5 separate regions of the Mus musculus genome follow, and regions 1, 2, 4 and 5 are each linked to region 3. A link is a contact called in public Hi-C, HiChIP or PLAC-seq and promoter capture Hi-C data. All regions are on one chromosome and are shown on one strand. The core of a region is the stretch at or near the end of the contact, and the rest is flanking DNA. Distances in the headings are between cores, read along the strand shown.

Evidence for each region. Promoter capture Hi-C pulls out the DNA fragments that hold promoters and counts their contacts. Hi-C and Micro-C count contacts between places; a contact is called where the count stands out from the background. HiChIP or PLAC-seq counts read pairs in DNA pulled down with a chosen protein or histone mark. Capture Hi-C pulls out chosen DNA fragments and counts their contacts.
Region 1: a contact with region 3 is called in a Hi-C map of B cells, with 6 read pairs. The contact joins the promoter of Rabepk here to the promoter of Zbtb43 in region 3.
Region 2: a contact with region 3 is called in a FOXA1 HiChIP or PLAC-seq map of pancreatic cancer cells. The contact joins the promoter of Gapvd1 here to the promoter of Zbtb43 in region 3. A contact is called at or near these places in 2 of 39 promoter capture datasets (cranial neural crest and hippocampal neurons), 1 of 484 Hi-C or Micro-C datasets (B cells) and 1 of 115 datasets of contacts at active chromatin or transcription factors (pancreatic cancer cells).
Region 4: a contact with region 3 is called in a promoter capture Hi-C map of liver, with 2.4 times the contacts expected there. The contact joins the promoter of Qrfp here to the promoter of Zbtb43 in region 3. A contact is called at or near these places in 1 of 39 promoter capture datasets (pre-B cells) and 1 of 9 other capture datasets (liver).
Region 5: a promoter capture Hi-C map of liver shows a contact between it and region 3, with 4 times the contacts expected there. The contact joins the promoter of Hspa5 here to the promoter of Zbtb43 in region 3. A contact is called at or near these places in 4 of 39 promoter capture datasets (cranial neural crest, hippocampal neurons, liver and 1 more), 1 of 484 Hi-C or Micro-C datasets (B cells) and 1 of 115 datasets of contacts at active chromatin or transcription factors (embryonic stem cells).

The regions. Positions count from the first base shown.
Region 1 is chr2:34,797,868-34,801,986 of GRCm38.p6, reverse strand. It overlaps Rabepk (Rab9 effector protein with kelch motifs), which reads left to right and starts at 2,075. Exons shown (of 8, transcript NM_145522.4): 1 at 2,075-2,236. The coding sequence starts at 2,219.
Region 2 is chr2:34,752,868-34,756,616 of GRCm38.p6, reverse strand. It overlaps Gapvd1 (GTPase activating protein and VPS9 domains 1), which reads left to right and starts at 1,385. Exons shown (of 27, transcript NM_001356441.1): 1 at 1,385-1,639; 2 at 2,058-2,351.
Region 3 is chr2:33,466,757-33,470,667 of GRCm38.p6, reverse strand. Zbtb43 (zinc finger and BTB domain containing 43) reads left to right here and starts at 2,136. Exons shown (of 3, transcript NM_001025594.1): 1 at 2,136-2,235.
Region 4 is chr2:31,808,372-31,811,955 of GRCm38.p6, reverse strand. Qrfp (pyroglutamylated RFamide peptide) reads left to right here and starts at 1,376. Exons shown (of 2, transcript NM_183424.4): 1 at 1,376-1,549; 2 at 3,038-3,584. The coding sequence starts at 3,038. The coding sequence ends at 3,412.
Region 5 is chr2:34,770,031-34,773,824 of GRCm38.p6, reverse strand. It overlaps Hspa5 (heat shock protein 5), which reads right to left and starts at 1,735. Exons shown (of 9, transcript NM_001163434.1): 1 at 1,679-1,735; 2 at 1,379-1,596; 3 at 1,035-1,266; 4 at 518-655; 5 at 1-4. The coding sequence starts at 1,503.

The DNA of each region.
Region 1 (4,119 bases), core at 826-3,325, 1.3 Mb before region 3:
CTTTAATACCAGCACTTGGGAGGCAGAGGCAGACAGATTTCTGAGTTCAAGGCCAGCCTGGTCTACAGAGTGATTTCCAGGACAGCCAGGGTTACACAGAGAAATCCTGTTTCGAAAAAAACCAAAGAGGGGCTGGAGAGATGGCTCAGCGGTTAAGAGCACTGACTGCTGCTCTTCTAGAGGTCCTGAGTTCAATCCCCAGCAACCACATGGTGGTTCACAACCATCTGTAATGGGGTCTGATGCCCTCTTCTGGTGTGTCCGAGTATAGCAACAGTGTATTCATATACGTAAAATAAATAAATCTTAAAGAAAAAAAAAAGAAGAACAAAACAAAAGAATTTGTCTTGGTTGGTTTGTTTGAGTCATCTTTTTAGCCCCTTGACTCTCATTTTTAAAAACAGAATTCAAACATCCCTCCAAGAACTTAGAATGTGATTTCTAGTCTAAATGAATTGGTTTCTACAATGTAAACCATCTGATAGTCCATTTTTTCTTGATAATATACCCTTCCAGCATGGCTTCTTGGTGTAATCCAAACCAAAAGGCCCAAGGCACATTCTGGAGCTCTGAGAAGGACTCGCTGTCTAAATATATGTTGGGCACATGGCAGAGCCAACCTAGCCCTGATTCTCTCCAGAAGGAAAGCAGAGTGAGGGGCTGGCGAGACGGCTCAGCGGGTAAGAGCACTGACTGCTCTTCCGAAGGTCCCAAGTTCAAATCCCAGCAACCATATGGTGGCTCACAACCACCCGTAATGAGATCTGACACCCTCTTCTGGTGTGCCTGAAGACAGCTACAGTGTACTTACATATAATAAATAAATCTTAAAAAAAAAAAAAAAAGAAAGCAGAGTGAGTGCATACCTCTAAATTCTTTGGCAGTCTATGGGAGCTTTCTGATAATTACAGGCAATCACAAAGACTCAGGTATTGGAAATATAATGGCAAAGTTGTGAAGAGAGCTGTAGCCCAATTTTACTTTGTCCATGAATTTTGGTTATATTTTCAAGTAACTAAATAAATAAATTGGAGTGGGAGCATTGTAAATCTTTTCTGTAAATCACAGCATTTGTATGGTGGAGGCAGCAGAATCAGGAGTTCAAGACCATCCTCAGGTATACAGTGAGATGGGAGGCAAGCCTGGACTGCATGAGACCCTGTCTCAAAATTAAAACCCAAGTTTTTCTTTTACTTGCACTAGTAAATTCTCTAGACAGCTGTGTTCCGATATTGCTATTCCCATTCTATCTATGAGTAAACTAGGGTTCAGAGAGGAGCAGACTCGTCAGACATTTCCCATTTAGTGCGGGAGCTTGTTTGAAGCCAGTCTGTCTTCCCTCTCCCACTAAAGACACACTACTTCTGTTTCTAGGCTGTCTTGAGTTCTGAGGGAAGTTAGTGAGCTCAGAGTATGGTACTCTGTTCACACATAGGCACATAGGCGAGCTATCTTTGTTTTAGGAAAGTCACGGGGCACCTATAGCTAGGACATAGATCAGAGAGGATGCAGATGAAGCTGTCAACAGAGGTAGTTTGTGTCTAGATAAAAATAATCACGGCTTTTACAAAGGACCAGCTCTGGGCCTCCATAAAAATTCCCGACTACAACCTCTATGGAAATCTTAAAATTTGTGTGTCGCTGAGAGAAGACACCAAAAGTATTAATAACTTTCCCCAAGAACATACAGTGTCAATGAACTTTTTATTCTTCAGCGTTTACAATAGGACCTCCTAGTTGTCCTTCGTGTTTAATCTCTCTGCTCAGCCTGTGAGCTCCCGGAAAGCCCAGGGCCTGTGGTCTGGAACGTGCTGTAACCACAAACAGCGATTATGGAAATAACCCGCTTTAGGATCCACAGTTTGAACCAACCTCAAACCTGCACAGGCAAAACCTAGCATCCTATGGCATGCAGGAAATCTCACTCGGGAGCCTGAAGCAGAATTCAAGGTCAGCCTGGCTTACGTGAGTTCCAACCCATCCTTCCCCTTCAGAAGTCACTACTAAGGACTGCTGTAACAAACTCCGTCGGGACCCGAAATTGGAGTTATGGACCGGATGCCAACCAGTACGCAGAGTTCCGGGAGGCCCTGACTAAGTTTGGCGCGTAGTCCCGGAGACCCGGAGGCGTAGAGCGGTTGGCCTGGACGCGCTTCCGGGACTGGGGAAGAGGACGGGCTCCTAAGCTCCGCCCCATGGGTGGAGCCACGTCCAGGACATGCGGGGGCTGCGGCAGGTAATAGGTGCTGGGCTGGAGGTCTCTTAAGGCAGTAGGCTTGAACTGGGTGGGAGGGGTAGTACCCATGGTCTCCGGCCGGTCAGTTTTGGGGAAAGCTGGCAGCCATTTCTCCCTGACCCCGACTTCTTTCGCGCGGAGATGTGGCCGGCAGAGGGGACGCAAAGGAGGTGGCTAGGAGAGTCCCCGCCACGCCGGCCCCTCTAAGCTCTGGGCTGACCCTGTGGTCATTAGCCTAGCCCGCTTGTGGGCCTCATCGGCCCAACTCTCCTTTAATTCCCTTTCTTCATTCGTTTGTCCTTCACTTCTACACTCTGCAGGTCCATTGGTAAGTTATCGGAATGAATCAGAAGGCCGGACATGCTAACATTTTGGAATCTAGTTTCGATACTTTTCTGTTACTTTTATTTTGAGACAAGTCTCACTGTGTAGCTCAAGCTGGCCTCTGCTGCCTCAAGCCTCTCTAGTGCCATGTAGTGCACCACCATGCCTGGCCGATTACAGACTTTTAAATAGATAGTTACATTCAGGGATGTAAGGGTGTAGTTCAATTGGTAGACTGCCTGCCTATCGAGAACTTAGCCCTGGGTTTGATCTCCAGAAGGCATAAAAAGGTATGGTGGTGTTTGCCTGTAATTCCAGCTTTTGGGAGGTGGCAGCAAGAGAAGCAGAAGTTCAGGGTCATCCTTGGCTACATAATGAGTGGGGGCTAGCCTAAGGTACATAAGACCGTGTCTCTAAATGAGTAATGAGTTTAAAAGAAAAGATAATTACGTTCAGAATGACTCCTGTAATATGGTGGTTAAATGGATACAGTCATATATATTGTGGTCTAAACCCAAGTCCTGATTAAGCCTTCCTGCCGAGGGTGTATGTGATGTATATTGCTAATCCCTGAGGCAGGAGCAGTAACTTGAGAGACTGGAAAGGGGTAATCTCTTTAAATAACCTTTGAAATTTTCTGGGACTTGAACCCAGAGCTTTGCCCATGCTAAACAGACACTCTACCACAGAGCCATGCCAACTCCTTGAAACTGGCTTTAAATATCCACTAGCAGTGTGAAAATTTACAGGAAGGAAAGATAGGGGCGGCAGTAATTACCACAGAATGCTTGTTAATTTTATTAAATTCCCACTGGGTGAGGCAGTGCAAGTTATGAAAGTCAGAGGAGCAACAGAAAGCCCAGTATTGCAGGCAAGGCCCCAAAAAGCCACAGAGTGAGATCCTGTCCGAAAATAACAGCAAAAAGATAGAGACCAGAAAACTTGGTTTCTATGGCATGCTAGGGCCAAGGTGAGGCAGGGTTAGCCCTAGATGTCCTAGAACTCACTATGTAGACTAGGCAGGCATAGAAATCACAGAGACCACATGCCCCCACCTCTGCCTCACCGGTGCTGGGATTAAAGGTGTGCACCACTATGCCTGGCTCTCAAAAAAAAAAAGTTTAAATCCAATTTTTAAGTTAGCCTATAAAACAACATGTCTCATTATGCCGTTTTCATATGTTCTGATTTGCACCCGCTGCATGGCTGCCTTCCTTGACACCCTGTGAGTTCTTTATTTTGGAGGTGGTTCTTTCGGGTTTTGTTTGTTGTTTTTGTTTTTGCTTTTCAAGACACGGTTTTCCTGGATAGTCCTGGCTGTCCTGGAACTCACTCTGTAGACCAGGCTGGCCTCAAACTTCAGAGATCCTCCTGCCTCTGCCTCCTGGGTGCTGGTACTAAAAGTGTGTGCCACTACCACCTGGCTAACCTGTTTTATCTTAATAAAGATCTTAAGGCCTCTGACAGTTTGATGTATGTTCATCCCTTATGAGCCTTACAGACAGAAGGAAAACATTAGCTGAGAAACTTCAAAAGCTATGTTGTGTCAACAGCTGGAA
Region 2 (3,749 bases), core at 136-2,635, 1.3 Mb before region 3:
ATTCATTTATGTATTTACACATTTATACATTCACACAATTTATTTGTGTGTTTGTTTGTTTGTTTATGGGGGGCAAGTTTTTGCCACAGTGGTGGTCAGAAAATATTGCAGGAGTCATTTATCCTTCCTCCCCTATGTGGGGTGTTTGGTGTCAAACTCTGGTGGTTCGGTTTGGTGGCAAATGCCTTTACTTGAAGGTTTCCTTTTGTGTCTTTGAAAGCCTTTCTTCAAGCTGGGCAGTGGTGGCACAAGCCTTTAATCCCAGCACTTGGGAGGCAGAGGCAGGTGGATTTTGTGCTCTGGAGCTCTGGAGCCTTTGAACACAATCTTCTGTTCAAGGGGGTTTTCCCTTATGCAGTCTACAAATTTTATATCCTCCCCCTCTCTTTTTCTGGATTTTTTTTCTTTTTCTTTTTCTTTTTCTTTTCCTTTTTTTTTTTTTTTTTTTTTTTAAACAAGATTTCTCTGTGTAGCACTGTCCTGGAACTTGCTCTGTAGACTAGGCTAGCCTTGAGATCTGCCTGCCTGTTTTTGCCTCCGCCTGCCTGTTTTTGCCTCTTGAGTGCTGGGATCCTGACTCATCTACCTTGGAATCTAGTCACAGCCAAATCTCTTTTCCTTTCTTTCTTTTCTTCTTTGGCCTTTTGAGACAGGGGCTCTGTATAATCCTGGTTATCCTGGAACTCTGAGATTGGTCTGATTTTGCCTTCCAACTGCTGGGATTAAAGTCATGGGCCACAAAACTCAGCCTAGGTCTTGATTTCTTAATTCAATATGGTCTCTTTCTCTGGAATCTCATAACACTTTGTAATTCTTCATAGCACTTTGTAATTTAGTTTATTGTTACAAAACTCAATCTATGGGAGATACTCTCCACTTTATATTGTAAATTGTATCCACTTGCTTTTTCATCTGGTTGGTGCTTTGTACAATGTAACAGACCCGACTGATAATCTTTAATTGAACTCTGTTGAATGGCAACATGGTACCAAAGACATTTTACTTGATACCCACAATGCTATTGTAACAAAGTAGCAAATAGGAAGCAAATTGTGACAAAAGAATTTCCTTTTGAGGCAGGGTCTCAAAGGATAGCTCCCGCTGGTCTAGACATCCTGTGTAGCTCAGGCTGGTTTAAACTTTTGTCTAATTCTGAGACATTTGCTTCAGCCTCCCAAAGGTTTTAGATTACAGGTGAGAGCTACCATGCTAGTTCAATTCTGATGATTTTTAAAGGAGGTGTATGGAAGACGGGTGGAAAGCTGTCTGGGATCTGATTTATGTTTGAATAGTTGGGAAGATGAGTTTTCACTTCCCCCTCCCCCCACCTTGGGGGCGGAGCATGAGACTCGTGGTGTTGCAGGATATATTCATTGTCTTCAATATTTTAAAGGGCTGTCAAGTGGGAACCAATTCTCCTTGCTTCCAGGCAGAATAACTACCTGCAAAGGGAGGAAAGACAAGGGAAGCAGATTTCAGCTCAGCAGAAGGCAGAACTTTCTAACATTTAGAGCTGTGCAACAGAGAGGAGCAGGCTGTACTCCTGAGAGGTAGTGAGCTGATACTGGAACATCCGAAACAGAAGTGAGACGTGGAGGCCATTCCTGCTTGGGTGGGAGCTGCACCGATGACCTTTAAGGTATGTTCTAGCTCTAAGGTTTCTGGGACTGTTCACTTCTGCTAACTTGACGCGTCCTTTCATTTTTTTTTTTTTTTTGAAAAAACAAAACCGACCTAAGCCTATTTAATGTAACACAGTTTACAGTTTATTTAATGTAATGTTATTTTTAAATAACACAGTTACAATAAAAATCGACAAAACGAGAAGTGGGAAATTATATTTATAAGTTAAAAATGAAGATACCGTCCAATTGGCATAGCTTTTAAGTGAAAGGGGAAGAGCGAGAGAGAGAGAGAGAGAGAGAGAGAGAGAGAGAGAGAGAGAGAGAGGAGAGAGAGAGAGAGAGAGAGAGAGAGAGAGAGAGAGAGAGGCTGGCTATTGGATGATGTTCCGAGCAAGAGAGGAGTGTCATTTTTCTTCCACCCGTCTTCTCTAGCACCAGGTACACGGAGACGTGAGGGCGGAGGATCGGCGTACAGGTCCTGGCAAGGCGGTTCGCGACCGGGAGCGGAAGGGCGGCCGTGGTCCGGACCACCGATCCCAGGGGCCCCCGCGGCGCCGCGCACGCGCACTGCTGAGGGGGCAGCGCCGCCGCAGGAGGCAGGGAAACCGACTGGCGATCTGTGGCGGCGGCTGGGCGGCGGTGGCAGTTCGCAGCGAGGGCGACGGCTCCGAGGCCGAGAGGCAGTCCAGCGAGGACCTGGGCGCCGTCCTCCGCATGACCTCACCGGTGAGTGCGCGTCCCCGGCCGGTCCGCACCGCGTGCCCCGCCGTCTGGCCTAGCACCGCAGCCCGCGCCTGACGGCCGCCCCGCCCCGGGCCCCGGGCCTGCCCCGTGCCCGGCGTCGCTCGGGTGGGAAGCCGCGCGGCCGGGCCCCGCGAGAGGGGTGGCGGCGTGCGGGTTCCGGCAGCCTGCCTGAGGCGGCGGGGACACAGGGCGCATGGGGGGGATGGGGTGGGAGCGCGACGGGGCGGGAAGGGGCGCAGTAGCGCGGGTCGCCTCTGTGGGCGTCCGGGGCAGGTGGGCAGCCGAGCCCGGGAGGCCAGGAGCGGACCGAATGGCTTGGGAGCGCCGCCAGGGACGCGCCGGACGCTCCGGGCTGGGGACGCCGTGCACCCGCAAACGCGCGCCGGGCTTGGCGTCTGTGCACTTGCTGCTGGTGGTCTTGAAGTGTCCGTTCTGTCCATCTCTCTTCTTTCAATTGTCGACTTTTATTGACGGACAGAATTGTCACGGGTGCTGCCTGGATAGACCTCAGAAACGAGCGGGATCCAAGGCATAATTCTAAATAAAGTGAAATAAGGTGAGGAGTCAGATAAGCGGTAGGAACGACGAGGACTCTGGTTTTTTTAACGTTAAGACTCAATTAAATTAAACTTAATAAAATGAAAATTTTGAGTTTGAGCAAAAAGGATGAGGTCTGGGAACTAGAGCTTCCAACTCGTGGTTCCTCGGTGCATTGAATGTAGATAGAATGTCTTTAGTGAGAATGAAGGTAAAATTACACCTTTATTTACAAACCAGTAATTGAAACTGTTGCCTTTAGTTATAAAAACAAGTACCAAACCACAGTAGTATTAGCAATCCCTGTGAGTTTGTCACCAATAGAATTTACAGATATTTTTGTGTTATGTTTACAGTTGGAGCATTCTCAAAATATCATGTTTGTTGATGGATTTCTTTGAGTCTGTGAGTTTCTGCTATATCTTATCTTATGTAATAAGATGTAGCTATACATACATGTCAGTTTTACATTTCATAATATGTCAGTATAATTGGTTTCCTTTGTACTGATAGGAGTTTTGCTTTTTTTTTTTGGGTGGGGGGGTTGAGACAGGGTTTCTCTGTATAGCCCTGGCTGTCCTGGAACTCACTTTGTAGACTAGGCTGCACTCGAACTCAGAATCTGCCTGCCTCTGCCTCCCGAATGCTGGGATTAAAGGCGTGCACCACCACACCGGGCAGAGTTTTGCTTTTAAAAGCATTTTGAGAAGGGAACCTTAAACTTCCCCAGACTATCCATGGCACAGAATGATTAAGAATTCCTGAAATAAAGATAAACTTTGAAGGGGACTTAACAGTACCCAAATTTTGTCATTCAGTAAGAAAAAAGAGAGGGGAAAAAAA
Region 3 (3,911 bases), core at 887-3,386:
TCCATCCCCTTTTCTACCCAATTAAGACACTTGACTTCCAGCCAGGCATGGGGTGATGAGTGAGCAGCTAATCAGGAGCTGACACGTCACACGGAGGGGTATATAAGCAGCACCATTTTCCTTGTTCGGGGTCTTCCTTCAGATGAAGCAATAAAGATTTGCCATAGAAGAATCCGGTTGTCCGAGTGAATTCTTGCCGGCGAGATACTAGCTCCGGATAGGCATAGCCTGTGATCAACTTCTTGCCACAAGTGGACAAAGAGAATGAACACATAGAGGTCACTGCAGGAGGATTAGGAGAAAGCATTTTGGAGTGTTGAGTTGAATAAACTCCTTAAATGATACACCACTTTTTTCAAAAAGGACTAAGGCAGGCAAAGCAAGAAGACTGAGATGGACTGTAGCGTTCAGATGATGCCGAGCAGCTGCCCTGATTCTTCATGGCTTTACCGTCAGATGTGTTGGGTTTTACTGTTTTGCTTCTTTGAGACAAGACCTCATTGCACAGTTCAGGTTGACCCAGAATTGCCTATGTCACCCAAGTCGGCTTAGCCTCCAACCCATCTCCATTTTTTTAAAGATTTATTTATTTTACGTATAGGAGTGCTCTATCGGCTTGTACGCCTGCATGCAGAAGAAGACATCATATCCCAGTATGGATGGTTGTGAGCCACCATGTGGGTTCTGGGAAATGAACTCAGGACCTCTGGAAGAACAGCCAGTGCTCTTAACCTCTGAGGCATCTCTCCGACCCCAACCCCAGCCCCAATTTTTTCTTTTTTATATGCATGTGTATTTGTATGTGTGTTCATGCAGATGTGGTTGTGCTGGTCAAAGGAAAACCCCTAGTGCCAGCCACTCCTTTTAGGCAGGTTCTCTGTTATTCTGAAACTCACTGATCCCTGCCTCCACAGCACTGGCGTTAAAATCCTGCCACCACACCTGCTATTTTTATATGGTTCTGGGAGTGAATTCAGGTCCTTAAGTTGCAATGCTTTGTAAAGGATTTACCAACTGAGCCATTCCCTTAATCCCCACGTTTTTTCCCCTAGCAAGATGTTCCGCACCTGTTCCCAGTTCTGTGCTTCAGTATTTGTTTTCTTTCGTTTTGTTTCCCCGAACTTCTAAAAAAAAATTTTTTTTTTTAATGTGTATGTGTGTTTTGCCTGCACACAAGTCTGGGTACTGTTTGCCTGCCTGGTGTCAGTGGAGGCCGGAAGAGGGAGACAGATAACCTGGAACTGGAGTTAGGGAGGCTGTGTGCCACCAGTTGGGTGCTTGAAATTGAACACAGGTCCCCTGGAAGAGAAATGAGTAGTCTTAACTATTGAGCCATTTTTCCAGCCCTCCCAGAATTTCTTTGAATAATTCTCTCGGGGAGTCCCAACCTCCTCTCTAAATACGGCTGAGTTCCAGAGCCCAACCAAGAAGTAGGCGTGCAAGCTGGGCGGTGGTGGCGCAAGCCTTTAATCCCAGTACTTGGGAGGCAGAGGCAGAGGCAGAGGCAGAGGCAGAGGCAGGCGGATTTCTGAGTTCAAGGCCAGCCTGGTCTACAAAGTGAGCTCCAGGACAGCCAGAGCTATACAGAGAAACCCTGTCTCGAAAAAACCAAAAAAAAAAAAAAAAAGAGAGAGAGAGAGAAAGAAAACAAAACAAAACAAACAAAAAAACAAAAAAGAAGTAGGCGCACACCTGGGAAACTGACCTAAGACACAAATGTGTGTCGGGTCCAGCTTGTGTATCCACCCTACACCAACTATGGGGAACACATCCTTGCAATCCTGATACTCAGCAGGTGCAGGTACGAGTGGATTTAAGTCCAACTTAAAGCCATCTTGAAATGTTATTACTTTTTTTTTTTTTTTTTTTTTTTGGTGGTGGTGGTGGTGGTGGGGTGAGCGTATAAATTGCAAGAGTCAGTCTTCCACTAAGGCTTCCAGAGCTACGAACTCGAAATTATCTCACTCTTCGAGACCATTGCGCAGACGCCAGTACCCTGCGCGTGCTCTCCTGAAGACCCGCCCCGAAAGCACGCCTGGAGCATGCGCACATCCCAGCGTCGACGACACGCCTCCGGAAGCACTGGCAATTTCGAGGGCGGGATCAGAAAGCGTATCCGAGGGACGAGAGGCTCGGGCGGAAGTTGTCCCCGCGGTGGCGGCGGAGAATAAGGCCTTGGTACGGCAACGGGGACGCTCCGGTAGGCTGGAGCTACGGGCGCGGAGCCGTCTGAAGGTACTGCGGGGCGGGGAGGCTGGGCGCTCGCGCGGGAGGTCGCGGTCGGGGTCACGAGTGGCCGCGACACGGGACACTGCTCTCCCTCCGACGGCGGTGATGCGGGACGGCGCGAGTGACTCCGAAGCCCCGGCGCCCCGGCTTAGAGTCCTGCGGCCTCCCGGGCGACCTCTTGGCCAAGGTCACCCCGCGGCAGGTGCACCGCCGCCTGGAGCTCTTGGAGAATCCGCCCCCGGGGCGACCTCCGGGTCGAGCCACCCACGCACGAACCGACGCCGCGAAGGAGAACCTCGCTGCCCTGAGTTTCGCCTCTTTGTCAGACCGTTGTCACCTGTTTTGTCCTCACCTGGCCTCTTGTCAGCTGGAGTTTATACTTTGCATCTTTGGTGGTGACAACCTTTGGACTTTGTCTTTACCTCTGTCTCCTCCCTTGCCTCAGTGTTTTTTGACTCTGCTTCTGCCCCCTCGGGCCGCCCTCTGGTTCAGGGCCCGAAAGTCACACTGACTTCTTGGTCATTTGTCTGTCTGTCTCTCTGTGTGTGTGTGTGTGTGTCTGTCTCTCTCTCTCTCTCTCTCTCTCTCTCTCTCTCTCTCTCTCTGCCAATGTTGTGTTCTTGTTCTCTCCTTCCCAACTGAGTTTGTTTAGGCAGGGCGGGCCTTGCCTGGACCTCTGAGCCATGGAAGGTGACTCATGACCCTGTAAAACTCCCCTGGCCGGGCACCATTACCAGTGGCCCGATCACAGTCTGGTCTCAGTTCTGACAAGTGTCACCAAACCTAATAAAGTGTCAGGAGCTACTGCTTTCACGGTGAAGGCCCATCTCAGGATCTAGGCAGTGGTTTGCGCAGGTCTCCACAACTCTTTGCTCTTTCCAGAAACCCTGGGTGGCCTCCAGGGCTGTTTGGAGCTGCTCTGTTTAACCAGGCCAGCATCTACAGGCTTAGGAAGGACTAGACTTCCATCTGCCTCTGAGACCCTTAACTTAGCACAGTAGCAGAGTTCTAGGAGCAGTTTACTGAAGAACTTAGAAACCTAATAGGAATCCATTCCCTGCTTGTTTCCAAAGTATTGTCTGAGACAGAGACACCATAGGGAGGAACACTGAAACTTTTGGAGTGGAGTGTATCTGGAATAGACAGGAGATGAAACATATTTTATCAAGTGCCTGAGTCAAGTAGGCTGCCTCAGTGGATACAGAGTTTTAAGAGATGGAAAGAACGTTCTAGAAATGGTTTGTGCACAACAGTGTGAATGCTACATAACTAACTCTGGTTTGCAACATTTAGTTGAATCCTTTGTAGCAATGCAAGCCAAGCCCTTCCCAGCAGCAGGTTCAGCTGATGTGGAGTTCCTTTCAATCTTGTAGCAGCAGTTTTCCCCTCCCTCCCGGCCCCTCTGGAGTCAGTGCAGAGATCTACTGAGGGGCAGCTTGAGAAACACATTACCTTTGACATGCCAAGAGCTTGTAAAACTGGAAAGATACTCCTTATTAGAGTAGAAAGTGTTCTGGTCTTTTTTCACAGGCTAGGCCTTTTTAGTTTTCTTGGATTTTTTTTTTTTTTTTTGGCTTTGTTTGTTTGTTTCTGTTTTATAAAACTTACCTGCCTTAAGGTCATTTCCCCAGCATTTGGTTTTTTTGTTTGGTTTAGTTTGGTTTGGTTTGGTTTTTTGAGAC
Region 4 (3,584 bases), core at 127-2,626, 1.7 Mb after region 3:
TAACACTGCTTCCTTCTTTGCTCAGCCTCTAACCTTGACAAGGCCCATCCTGCTCGATGACATCAGAAACACCCTCAACTCCAGACTCCACGCTGGCCTGGACAGCAGCTGCTGGCAAGGTCCCCCATCATGGCGGACAGTAGCTGAAGACACTGGGGCTCAAGGATCAGAGGGACAGATGCAGGCAGGAACCCAGGAGTGTGCCTGAAAAGCGCTTTGGGAGTCTGCCCAGCCCTCAGAGCCAAGTGTTTGATTAAAGCAAATGTCTGAGCTGGCCTCCCAGCCCCATAGTCACAGCACGGCAGGTGGGAGCCCAGTGTGAACTGAGGAACTGAGTGGGCCACAGGGGAAGGGTCCCACCCTACCATGCAGTTGCTGAATCCAGGGTGTGTGGGTGGGGCATTGTCATTAGTCACCGGAAGAACTGCACTGAGTAGTGGCCCTGGAATGGGCAGTGACCACACCTTGGCCAGAGCACCCGTGGTCAGCATCCAGAGGGAGTCTGGTAAAAGGAGGAGGCTATGGAGATGAGGTATCTACAGCCCCTGCAGACACACACTCACTGCGGTGGTGCCGGCCGGTAAGAACAGCACCCAGCCGTGGACTCAGCGGAAGAGAAGTCATGGTGTGTGGTTAGGGGTGGTGGTGACAGACAACCCTGTCCTTCCTGAGGGTGCCAGTGTGGGAGGAAGGCCTCATTACCTGCCCTACACCTTTGCCAAGTCTACACCTAGCTAACTCGATGCCTTATCTCCCAGCCACCTTGACAGCCACTGGGGAGGTAGGTATGATCATACTCCGCCATTTAGAAGGGCAGGCCCTGTGGCTTTATGTCTGGATGGGCAGCCAACTCTGGAAAGTATGACCAGCCATGAGGCCGCATGGTGAGAGAGACAGAACATACCACTGTTGTCACAGACTGAGTGTGTTGCTGGAGCTGTCGCCCGAGAGGGACCTGCTTAGCCATGAGTTCTAAACCTTGAACCCCTCAGAACCAAGAATTCCTGCCCAGTTTCATGTCTCCCGAGGCTCCTAAGGAGGGGTATATCATATACCAGAACACCTCATCTGCCTACAGAAGGGACTGGGTGTCCATGACCCTCCAAGCCCTCTCAGCAGTGAGGATGCTGCCTCTGTAAGCCCACCGTCTCTGGAGGGAGACCAAGGCAGGGCCACCATCAGGGTTCTCAAGAGTGGGCCTCCATGTCTCCACCGGGAACCTCCAGTGTCTGAGCCCGCGGTTGACCCGTGATGATGCTCTCTGTGCTGCAAGGGTGGCGCCCGCCACTCTTCATCAGACCACATCCTGTTTGCGTTGTCTCTTTGTCCTTTGGCCCACGGTGCCCCTTCCTTCACCACCAGCAGCCCCAAAGGAATCCTGGGGCTAGGAATGCATAGCAATCAGGCAGGCTGGGGCTCGCCTCTCCAGGGAGCTTTATAAAGCGGGGGAACCCCAGAGCCATGCCTGCTGGACCGGGACCTGAGCAGCTCTGCCTGACAACTGGGGTCCAGGGACTCACCTGCCCTTCTTAGAGCAGCCCTCAGCACAGTGAGTACAGCAAGGGACGGGAGGCCAGGCTCTCCAGGTGAGCTGGGTGCAGGCGGGTACAGCCAGCACCACGAGCCACACACCAGGAAGGGCGGGTGTGTGGGAGACCCGCAGCTTCATCCTCAGCTCAAGTTCCACCAGAGCCAGCCGGCCCTAGATGCCAGCCAGGAAGTATTAATCTCTGGGGATAAAGACCATTCCTGGTCCTCCCCTTCTATGGGGAGAAGGGAATGAGACTTGTCTGTCCCATGTGGGGGGCCCTGCCCTCTCCACCCGTGCCTGAGGAAGCCCCTTTAGCAGCAGCAGACTGGAGGCTACTCCAGGCCCTGGGGACTAGGGGGCTTAGCAAGCTGGATTTGGGTAGAAAGCAGGGCTGCTTTTGTTGTTGTTTTTGAAGCTTTCTGGCTGCGCTCACTTCTTTGAAATGTTTTCAAGGGAGCTGTTTCTGGAAAGAAGTCGTCCCCCCTGTCCCCCCCCCTCCCCCCTCCGTCCCCCGCCACTTCCAGCTTCAGGGGCTTCCTCAGAGGATGAGCCAGCTCGGCTCAGCTCACCCATGGTCACTGCAAACACAAGCATCCTCTGTGAGGGAAGGGAACAGTTCCCACCAAGGGATGTGGGGGGGGGGACCTCGAGACAATGAGACAGGTATGGGGGCACAGAGTAATGAGGCTACCTTGAATTCAGCTCTCTTTCTTATAAAGCTGTAGGACCTAGGGCAAACCCTGAGGCTCTCTGTGCCTGAGGTCCTAGGGGGGGTGGCCCCGGGGTTGGTGGGCTGGATGGCTATCATCAGGAAGCAATCATTTCCCTAGAGACTGGCACAGGGAGAAACCACACTGACATTAGAGCCCAGAGCTGTGTGGTGGGGCAGCGTTTGCTGTAGACAGACTTACTGTACAGAGAAACCCATTCACCAGAGCCTGTCCTGCCCAGTGGGAGCTCAGTGGGTGCTGGCTGTCCCCAGCCTTGCCTCTAGCTCCTCCCCAGGTAGGAGTTTGACTTACACAAGGGCCACCAGGCCCATTTCCCCCTCCCAAGAGCAACTTGTTCCTGAATTAGGGAGACAGTGGGGTTTCCCAGCAGAGCTGCTAGACCTATTCATTATCAAGTTGAAAACACGGCAGCTTCTCACTCTGCCTACGGCCCAAGAGTCAATAATTATAATAGAAAATTGAACCCAAATGCACACAGCCCCGAGGGCCACCCGGGTACCTCTGCAAGCCAGCTGGCAGCTCTGGTATTCCAGTACTGAGCCACCAAGGCAGGCAGCTCCCCGGCTACAGGTGAATAGGAATCAGACTAATTGGTCCAGCTGGCTCCCGCGGTGGCTACGACAGCCTGGTGTCCTGGGTGCTAGGGAACCAGGCTAAGCACAGTCAGCAGCTATCCCTCCAAGGGCTGCCCAGACCTTGGGAAGCCTGGGGCCAGGGATTGCATGTGGCCAAATGCTGGCCACTACCCCCTCCTCTCTCTCCCTCCTCTGCTCAGATGAGGGGCTTCCGGCCTTTGCTTTCCCTACTTCTCCCTCTGAGTGCCTGCTTTCCCCTGCTGGACAGAAGGGGACCCACAGACATCGGTGACATCGGAGCCAGGATGAACTGGGCCCAGCTGGCTGAGGGACATCCCCCCAACTCGGTTCAAAATCCACAGCCACAGGCCCTGCTTGTGGTGGCCAGGGAGCAGCAGGCCTCCCACAGGGAGCACACCGGCTTCCGTCTAGGGAGGCAAGACGGTAGCAGTGAGGCCGCAGGGTTCCTGCCCGCCGACTCGGAGAAGGCCAGCGGCCCTCTGGGGACTCTGGCAGAGGAGCTGAGCAGCTACAGCCGGAGGAAGGGAGGCTTCAGCTTCCGCTTTGGACGGTGAGGGCCTGCGTGGACTCTGCCCCGTCTGACCGTCTACTGTTGCCCCGGCCCCAACCTCAGGAACCCAGACCCGGAGAGAGTATCACAGTGCACTAGTGGTGGTGAATAGGTGTGTTCACATTTTCATTTCCAACTTTGCTAAAGTGAGAAATCTGGGTGGTGTTCAAGAAAAA
Region 5 (3,794 bases), core at 486-2,985, 1.3 Mb before region 3:
TAACCTAGAAGGACAACCGTGCAATCATACTTAAAGATGATTGAAGTACATGGTGTTCTCACTTCTGTCACTCTTATCAACTAGTCAAGCCACAACAGTTTCTAAGTCAGTTTACTGCTATATCATACGCTTTTGTCATTAGAATTAAGCAGTGGTAACTCATAAAGGCTGACTAGCATATACCTTGACCTCCCACAAAACACTAAATCACTAAAAGTTAAGATTGAAAGGTTTCTGGGGCTGGTGAGATGGCTCGGCAGGTAAGGGCACTGACTGCTCTTCCGAAGGTCCTGAGTTCAAATCCCAGCAACCACATGGTGGCTCACAACCACCCATAATGAGATCTGACACTCTCTTCTGGTGTGTCTGAAGTCAGCTACAGTGAAATTATGTATAATAATAAATAAATCTTTAAAAAAAAATTGAAAGGTTTCAAACCATGAAGGCTTCCCTACACAAGTCATCGAGGGGGAGCAACAGCAATCAAACACTCAACACTGTTTCACACGTTATTCACCTTCTTTCCCAAATACGCCTCAGCAGTCTCCTTCATTTTAGTGAGAACCATGGCAGAAATTTCTTCTGGGGCAAATGTCTTGGTTTGCCCACCTCCAATATCAACTTGAATGTACGGTTTAGTTTTCTTTTCAACCACCTATGGCATAAAGTAATTTAAAGGTAATTTTTCCGAAGAGGAAACAATGACACCACAAACGATTTAAAAAAAAAAATCCATTTCCTCCCTCCCATAGCTTGATTCATCTCTGTCCCTTAGGGGGAAATCACAACTAAAACTGAGCACAGCTGTATTGTAGATAGATCGACAGTTTTAGTCTGTTTCAACTTCTAGACATTGTTAACAGTGTGTCATGTTTTATAACACACTAAAAACGACTAGATGTAAAACCGTTACATAAATTCCGAACACATTCTTTTAAGTCCTTTGAACAGTGTTTTTGGCCAAGTGGCAACCCCTAAATACTCCTATCACCCCAGCCGCCCCATTAGCATGAGAAAAAAAAAACGGGTCCGACCTTGAATGGCAAGAACTTGATGTCCTGCTGCACCGAAGGGTCATTCCAAGTGCGTCCGATGAGGCGCTTGGCATCGAAGACCGTGTTCTCGGGGTTGGACGTGAGTTGGTTCTTGGCCGCATCGCCAATCAGACGCTCCCCTTCAGGAGTGAAGGCCACATACGACGGCGTGATGCGGTTGCCCTGATCGTTGGCTATGATCTCCACGCGGCCGTTCTTGAACACACCGACGCTGACGGGGAAACCCCACAGAAAAGGAATCAGCACCTCACTTTCTCACGCTGGCCCCGGAGGCCACGCCCCACTCCTCCCCACCCCCTCCTCCTTCGACGGATACCACTTACCAGGAATAGGTGGTCCCCAAGTCGATGCCGACCACCGTGCCCACATCCTCCTTCTTGTCCTCCTCCTCGGCCCGCACCGCGCCCAGCAGCAGCAACGCCGCCGCCACCACAGTGAACTTCATCATGCCGGCGCTGAGGACCAGTCGCTCAGCAGTCAGGCAGGAGTCTTAGGAGTCCAGCAACAGGCTGTGGCCCCGAAACGCGACGACGGTTCTGGTCTGAGGGCGACAGGGGCCTCGGGGTCAGGAGGAGACACGAAGCAGACTCGGAGCAGGCCTAGCAGCAGGCCGCGGCGCTTACCTCACACACACGCAGAAGCCCAAGTGTCCAGGTCAGTGTTGTCTCGGCCAGTATCGAGCGCGCCGTCGCCGACTCGCCTTATATACCCTCCCCACAGCCCCGTCGTGGAGGCCTCCGATTGGTGAAGTCGCTACTCGTTGGAGGCCGCTGATTGGTCCATGCCACCAAGCTGGCTGCTGCCGATTCGAAGCGGCCTCCTCCGCAACTCACGTCATTGCTACGCCCCCCGGGCTGACTCATTGGCTACTGGTCATTCTTAACGGCCACCAATGAGAGGCAGCATCCGCCCTGAGCGCTGGTCCTATTGGTTCAGCAGCTGCCTGTCCTTCGGGTGACCTCTCACCCCGAGACCGTTTCCGCCGGTAACCGTTCAGGTCCTCCCCTCACGCCAGGCCCCCGGGGACTGGAGTGGGGTCTGCGTGTCAGTTCCCTCGGGGTCTCCTTTTCTGTCTCTCACTCTGAAGAAGTACGCGGCCTTTCTCCTCCTCGATTCCCCGCGTCCTGAGCTGCCCGGCCTCAGCTGTGATCGCCCTCCCCAGCCTCCACACGTTCTCGGATGTCCCAGAGTCCAGGCCCTGTTACTCGCCCGGCCTGCACGTCTCGAGCTGGGGCCTGATCTGGATTCTGCCTCGCTGAGAATCCTGGTGCTTCTCAGCTAACCGTGTTTCTCCTTCACCCCAAGGCTAGCCGTATGTGTCTTTCCAGGCCTTTCGAATCTTCCCTTTGCCGGGGTTAAGTCCCAGGATTGGCCTGGCCAATTGTAACCTATTCCCTTTCTCCGCCGCGGAGATTCAGTACTATGGTCAAACGAGCACTTTCCACCATGAGATGTATCTTTTCTTCTCTCTCTCTCTCTCTCTCTCTCTCTCTCTCTCTCTCGTAGCGCCTTATTGTTCGCTAACCTGTTCTAGCATAGCATTTCCATTTATGACACTGGTTATTATTTATAAGTCCTTCCTCTTTCCCTCTTCCTTCTTGACACCACCCTATTCGACTCTTGGAATAGGGCTGATAATGCTAAAGACGTTTAGCAGACAAAAAAGTCTTGCTGATGCTTTACTCTTTTATAATAGTATGTTGGGGGACAAACAAAACAAGTTACTACTTGAGCTTATTATGTACTTCATTGTTTTGTTTTATGTATTTTGAGAGGCATTGTACACAGGCCCAAGCTGGTCTATAACTACTGATCCTCCTATGTGTTTTCCATGTGTCATTTATTCATATTCAAGTCTTGGTACATTTTTCCCATTTTCCAGAAGAGACCATTGAGACCAAGAGCGATTAAATAGCTAGAATGGTCGATTGATAAGTGCTGAGAATATAGTTAATAACCCGGTTGATTTTACTCCATAATTTATACTATTGATTCCCACCACCACCACCCTTTTTTGTTGTTTAAAGACAAATTTCATGCACCCCCAGTCTTCAAACTGTGTAGCAAATGACTTTGAACTTCTGTTTCTTCTATCTATACCTCCCAAGTGCTGAGAACTTCAGGCATAGGCATGTACTACCATGGGACTTGCATCTATGCATGCTACACAACTGACATCTGTCTCCAGGCCTGGAGCTCAACATGTCCACCAGGCTGGCCTTGAACTCTCAGGTCCACCATCTCTGCACCCCAAGTCCTTATAGACATGCTTATGAAGGCTACTTGGGCCATTTATTACAGGCAGGAAATGACTCCAGTATTCCTATTAAATGTATTCTGAGCTTCATAAGTACACTGTGCAAATACTACTAAAACATCACACGCACAGTCACTAAAATGTTGAGCCTATGAATCAGTGTTCAGGAATTTTTTTCCTTTCTCATTCCTCAAAGATTAGTGACTCAGTCAACTCCATCCTTGCTATAGAAGTTGCATCACACAGCTCTTTCAGTCAGGCTTGTAATACTGTCATAACATTGATCTTCCTTTGGGTTGCATCAGACTAGTATTAAGATAGAATCACTAAGCCCAATCTACTGGTGCACACCTTTAGTCTCAGCACGTAGGAGGCAGAAGCAGGGGATCTCTCTGAGTTAGAGGCCAGCCTGGTTAGTACAAAGACAGCCAAGGCTACATGTTGAGACCCTACCTCAAAGGGGGGAAAAATGGAAATCACTA